Regions from separate parts of the Macaca mulatta genome. Here region 1 is linked to region 2. The links are chromatin contacts, called in public Hi-C maps. All regions are on one chromosome and are shown on one strand. Each heading gives the region's core, a stretch centred on a gene start, on an enhancer-like site or on the middle of the called end of the contact. The rest is flanking DNA. Distances are from core to core; before and after follow the strand shown.

Evidence for each region. A called contact is a pair of places that touch in the nucleus more often than the background predicts.
Region 1: a Hi-C map of fetal cortex germinal zone shows a contact between it and region 2, with 2.5 times the contacts expected there. The contact joins the promoter of TMEM135 here to the promoter of FZD4 in region 2. A contact is called at or near these places in 4 of 14 Hi-C or Micro-C datasets (cortical neurons, fetal cortex germinal zone, fetal cortical plate and 1 more).

Annotation. Positions count from the first base shown.
Region 1 is chr14:87,609,628-87,613,067 of T2T-MMU8v2.0, reverse strand. It overlaps TMEM135 (transmembrane protein 135), which reads right to left and starts at 1,823. Exons shown (of 17, transcript XM_077964170.1): 1 at 1,494-1,823.
Region 2 is chr14:87,522,641-87,525,678 of T2T-MMU8v2.0, reverse strand. It overlaps FZD4 (frizzled class receptor 4), which reads left to right and starts at 1,776. Exons shown (of 2, transcript NM_001266875.1): 1 at 1,776-2,237. The coding sequence starts at 1,953. It overlaps LOC144334441 (a long non-coding RNA gene), which reads right to left and starts at 1,447. Exons shown (of 3, transcript XR_013404248.1): 1 at 1,323-1,447.

The DNA.
Region 1 (3,440 bases), core at 574-3,073, 87 kb before region 2:
TTGTAGATGTTTTATTTTTTACACATCTGAGCCTTATGCATTGAGCTGTGGTTGCACCACTGCACTCCAGCCAGAATGGCAATGCAACAAGACCGTATATCCAAAAAGAAAAAGGAAAAATCTGAGACATACGCTGGCCACAGTGAATGTGGAAAAGCAGATAAACATGAATCTTTGCCAAAGAAAATCGAGGAAAAAATTTCCAGCTCCAATAATAATTATTGGCCTCTACTCTAGATCTTTATTATTCAAAGTGCAGCCCCCATCATCAGCATTACCACGAGTTTGTTAGGAAAGCAGAGGTTCAGGCCCCACCGGGACCTCATGAATTAGAACCCCCATTTTAACATAATCCTCAGAGGATTCCTAACATACATGAAAATTTGAGAAGCATCAGTCTATACAATAAAAATGAAATGGATGCCTGCAACCTCCGACAAAGTCATCACCTTCTCCTGTGTTATCTCTGAAATACATAATCAGACTTTTCAAGAAGTACTACAGATACAGCCATGACACACTTTCAGGAACATTAGGGTATAAATCTAAATTACTTCAATGAGAAATAATAATTGATCATCTGCTGAATATCGAAATTCTTAGAAGACATACAAAAAATATGATCTGTCTTCTTAGGACACAAACTCTGTAAGCCAAGAAAACGAGACAATGCACTTCAATGGCCAAAGTAATAATAAATCTTTAATATCAAGGATAAGGTTATTGAAAAAAAGATTTTGGCGAGAACATTGAAGAGCATCTTTAATAGTCCTCAGGGTTACATATACATATTGCCAAATATTTCCTATTAATTGGCCCGTATGTAAAGCTGTGTAAAAGGTCCTAGGTGACACAAAGTCAGATGTCCTAACCAAGTTCACTCACTGAAATACTGGCATCACCCTTTAAATCACCACACACAATCTCAACCCAGGAGTCTGTTCTGTGAACTTGCAAAAACACTTGCAAAACCCCAAATCACAATCCTACCATCTCAAAACTGAGTCAAGATCTGAGGCCACAGGGACTTCAGGGTCAAATATGCCTTCTTCATTTAAAAAAAAAAAAGGCAAAATAAAACAGGGGAAACCAGATGAGGAAAGCTTGCAGGTACTTCTCATAGCCTCGCTGACCTACAAATACCTCTCCATCACAAGGCAGGCCAGAGGAAAATAACGCTGGTCTTTGAATTAACGTTTTTAAGTGTCCTCAACTTAATTCTAAAAGTTGGGAGCCCATCCTCTTCCTAGCAACAGGCATTCAGATGACAGCTCAACCTCTAATTCCCCTCCTCCTTCTCCCTTGCAGGGATTGGTATATCCTCCCCAAGCGACCTCCGCCTTCCCCCCACCGGCCCCCCAAAACACTCCGACCCCTCCAAAAGAGAGCCCGACACAAGGCAAGTCCCCCAGAGCCCCTCGGGATCACCAACTGCAGCCCCTGGCCCATCCTCCACATTAAACTCGCCCTGCGGGAGGGGTGACGGGTCTCACCAAGTACAGAGGAGCATAGATCTTCAGGGACTCCTCCAGGGCGCCCCCGGTGATCTGCAGGAAGGAGACCCGGCAGGAAGGGTGCCAAGTGTGGCCAATCTCATAGCAGTTATGAGGGATGGACTTGCTGAGGGCCGCCATGACGAGGAACAGCGCGGAGGAGACGGGAGGGGGAGAGCCTGCGCCCTGCAGGGAGGGGCGCCAGAGCCCAGCCGCCAGCCTCTTGCCCGGCCAGCAGCCGGAGGCGCGGAATGGAGGGGAAAGGTCACGAGAGCGGGGTTACTCTGGGCCAAAGTCCTCGGATGTTGAGCGCTCGGCGTATCGCAGCTTAAGGGGGCGGGACGTGCACCGGGAGGCGGAGAGAGGCGGCGCGTGCGCGCTCCCTCAAGAGGCCTTCCGCTGGGGCGCGCTCCCGCGCGGCGGCGCAGCTGGGTGAGCGGAGGTAGAATGGATCTTCGCCCCCAGAGCCGAGGCTGTAAGCGAGGGAGCGCAGCTCGGGGACGCGCCGCCTCCCCACCCACGCAATGCCGTGCCAGGCTCCGGGGCGCGAGCGCTCTGGCAGGTGCGCAGTAGGAGGTGGCTTGGGTCAAATTGTGCTTCAGCTTCCAACGCCAAGCCAAGTAGAGCGGAGGGGAGTGGAAGAAAGGGATTAAATGAAATGTCTTTGTTGGGAGCCGCTGGAGGAAGAGGGTTGCCAGAGGAATGCCTGAGACAAACGTCCTCCCCAGCACTACGAGCTCGCCTTCCCGAGAGCCCCAGGTAATAAACAGCTACGGCTGCCCGCCAGTTGCAACTGAACTGCCCGCAGGTGCTGGGCTTTCCAAGCTCTGTGGTACCTGGGAAGGCTTGAAAAGTCTCAGCTATGCTCACACCCCGACCGTGTGTGGGGAAGGGCAATAGGTGATCCAGTCCAAACCTTACGCCATGGAGCAATCCTGTCTACAGCATCCTTGATAGGTGCTTGTCAACCAAACACCACACACAGTAGAGGCGGCAGTCGTGTGTTAGAACGCAGACCTGGGTAGGGAGCTTGGCCAACAATTAGCAAGACAAGGGTCGTGTGTTGCTTGAGTCATATAACCCCTCAGTCAATTTCCTCGCATATAACAAACCTACCAGTTTCTTTGGAATTCTAAATTCCATAGTCTCTTAAAGCAGAAACGAACTACCTTTAGAAGAATTGCATTCTAATCTCCTAGTCTTCATTCATTCATCTACAAATATTTACTGAGTCATTACTATTTTCCAGGCACTGTGCTAAGGAAACAAACAGAAACAAGAGACACGACAAGGTATTTATTTTCGCGAAACTAGCATTCTAGAGGGAGAAGACAGCAAATAAGAAAGAAAACTGAACAAGATAATATCAGATAGGTGTAGTTGTCTGAACAAAATAAAAGAGAAATACTCAGATGAAAAGTCCAAAACAACAATGGCAAAAAGATAAAAGTGTCTTTCTCTCAGGTAAAGGTAGGCAGTCCTAGAATAAAATGGTGGCTCCATAACGATTAGGGAATCCCAGCCTCTGTGACAGTTTGCTATGCCATCTGCTACCTGTGATTTCCACCCTGACTTAGAAAATAACTCTGTCACCTAACATGACATCAACATGCTGGTCAGGAAGACCAGCAAAAGGGGAAGAGAGGCCAGGCACGGTGGCTCACACCTGTAATCCTAGTACTGTGAGAGGCTGAGGTGGGTGGACCACTTGAGGTCAGGAGTTTGAGACCAGCCTGGCCAACATGGTGAAACCCCGTCTCTACTAAAAATACAAAAATTTGCTGGAAGTGGTGACGCGCTCCTGTAATCCTAGCTACTCAGGGGCTGAGGCAGAAGAATCGCTTGAACCCAGGAGGCAGAGGTTGCAGTGGGCCAAGATCACACCACTGCACTCCAGCCTGGGTGACAGAGAGAGACTCCGTCTCAAAAAAAGGGGGGGGGGTCGGG
Region 2 (3,038 bases), core at 527-3,026:
AATATGAGTGTCATATGAGTGGCACAGACATTCTTCCAACTTGCACCTAGCCTCTGCCATATGCCACAGAATTTGGTTGAAATGGGAGGATAAAAACATGCATAAAACAGTTCCAGGAAAACAGTGGTAAGTGTTGGACAAAAAGATCTCAGGAAGAGGGTGAAAAGTCTTTTACCCAGATCCTCAGTCTGGGGCTGTTAGAGCTGTCTTTAGCACCAGGCTGGAAAGCAGGAGGCTGTCCCAGAATTGATCTCCCCTAGTGTTTTGGAAACACACACACATACACACCAATCATCAAGTTCTTCAGCATTCATTATGTGTCAGACACCGCTAAATGATTTACAGGCATTATCTCACTGAACTCTTAGAACAACTGTGTGAGGTGGATATGAATTTCCCTACTTCACAGCTGGCCACTTTGAGGCTCAGAGAGGCACCATAGCTTGAACATAGTCAAGCAACAAGTGAATGGTTGAGGAATCCACCTGCTGGGAGTTTTACTGGCCGACTGGAAAGCAGAGAGAGGGTGGACCAGCACAAAGCCGCGGGGGGGCTGGTAATGAGACAGGAAAGTTGGGTTCAAACCTGGGTCGCATGATCCCCAAATCCCTAGGAACCGAGGCAGAAGAACAGTAAGGAAAAAAAGGGGTGCAGGCTGGTGGGGAGGGGGTGCCCGGGAGGCCGGGAGAGAGGAGTCACGGTGGTTGTGCGCCTTCCTCGTCCCCAGTCATAGGTCAAGCCTCTCCCCTCCCGCCCTCTCACCCTCCCAACCTTATTTAGAAACCGTGTCCCCGAGACAGGAAGGGCGGCGGGCCGAGAAGCACGGAGAGTCCCGGTCTCATTTCCTTTCGAATCCCCCTGTGGAATTTCATTTCATACGGTGAGGAAATCGGAGCGCGAGACCATCGGCTGGTCTGCAGCTTCGCAGCTCCGGGGCGCCTCCCCTCTGGCGGCTGGAGGTGGGCGGCTCCCGGCGCAGGTCGGGCGAGTCTGGGGGCGGGGAGAGGCCGGGCCCGGATCGCCTCTAGTCGGGAGTGAAAATAGCTGTGGGCTCGCGCAGTACCAGGCACCGCGCTAAGCCTTCTACGCTTTATCTCTAATCCTCCCAAGTGACTTTAGAGAGGAGGAGACTGACGCCGAGAGGCTGAGCAATTTGCTCAAGGTCACACAGCCGGGACTGAAAGCCACAATCGGAGTAAATCCAAATCCCGTGTTCTTTGTGTACGTTCCTCTGCCTGACGGGGAGGTGGCCACTGGCCTAGGTTACAGCTGAAAGGAGACGGGAAGAAAAGGGGGCAGACGGAACAGGGCGCACTTCTCACCTGGGGGAGGAGGCGGCAGGACGGCGCGGCTGGAGCCACTGGGCTCAGTCCCCGCCTGGCCCCTGCGCGCCTAGATCCGGGTGGGAGGAAAGCAGGAGCCGGGAAGCAGGCGGGGCGGGGCGCTCAGGGAGGGAGGGAGGGAGGAGCGGCCGGAGGAGGGGGCTGGAGGGCGGGGGCCTGACCCCTCCAGCGGGAGAGCGGCCCCGCCCCGCCGCCTCGCCCCTTGCTGCCCACCGCGCCCGGCCATTGGAGCGGCGCCCTGTCCGTCCCGCCCCGCCGCCGCGCCGCGAGCCTCCAGCGCCGCGCAGGGCTCAGGCGGTGAGAGCTGCGCAGCGCTGGCTGCTGGCTGGCCTCGCGGAGACGCCGAGCGGACGCGGCCGGCGCCGGCTTGTGGGCTCGCCGCCTGCAGCCATGACCCTCGCAGCCTGTCTCTCGGCCTCGGCCCGGGACGTCTAATATCCCACACGGTCGCGCGCAGCTTCTGGAGAGCCGGCCGCTGCCCCCTCATCGCCGCATCACACTCCCTTCCCGGGAGCTGGGAGCAGCGCGGGCAGCCGGCGCCCCCGTGCAAACTGGGGGTGTCTGCCAGAGCAGCCCCCGCCGCTGCCGCTGCTGCCCCCGACGCTGGCCATGGCCTGGCGGGGCGCAGGGCCGAGCGTCCCGGGGGCGCCCGGGGGCGTCGGTCTCAGTCTGGGGTTGCTGCTGCAGTTGCTGCTGCTCCTGGGGCCGGCGCGGGGCTTCGGGGACGAGGAGGAGCGGCGCTGCGACCCCATCCGCATCTCCATGTGCCAGAACCTCGGCTACAACGTGACCAAGATGCCCAACCTGGTGGGGCACGAGCTTCAGACGGACGCCGAGCTGCAGCTGACAACTTTCACACCGCTCATCCAGTACGGCTGCTCCAGCCAGCTGCAGGTGGGCGCCCCCACCCCCACCCCTGGCAGGACCCCTTGGGGAGGGACGCTCCAAACTAACTTTGCAGAGCCCATGCCAAGTTGATCATCCTAGCCTGAAGGAGACAGCTCTCCTGGAAAACTGATTTCCATCCCCACCCCCACTTTCTCAGGGACTGGAAGCCAAAACGTTGTGTAAGTCATCTGGCCTGGGAAAGAACCCACTCTTACACCCCGCCCTTCCGTTTTTCTTCCTTGCCCACCCATGTCTGGCCAGACCCCTAACCCCAGTGGAGCTGAGGGTTATCTCTGCCAAGGATTCTGGCCGCCAGTGCTCGGTCGGCAAGTGGGAGGGAGCCAGCTGCAGCTAAGACTTGGAGGGAGAGATAAGGAGACGATCCCTCACGGACCTTCCCTCTCCCCACTATTTTTGGGGTGTTATTAAATGAAACACTACCGTACCTTTTTCTGCCGAATAGCCCCTCCTCACGGCGTCCCGCAGGGTTTTAGAGGTCATGCATGAAGGAGTGGTTGGGTTGGCTTGAGTTCTTTCTTATCCTCAAGAGTTGAAGGCACGTTTAATGCTTGGAGGGTGACAAGAAGCTGCAGGAAGGTGGTTGGTATATTGGAAGAAATTTTTCTTGCAGTCGTTAAAAAATGTAAAGCATATGTAATGATAGAGAAAATGTTTATTCCACAGTAATAAGAATTTGCATATACAGGGTGATTATAATCCTGCAAAAAAAATCATTGGGGTAATAAAAAACTGAAAGGAAAATTTTTAAAGTGTTAACATTGGTTATGTTTGGGTTGTTGAGGCTGG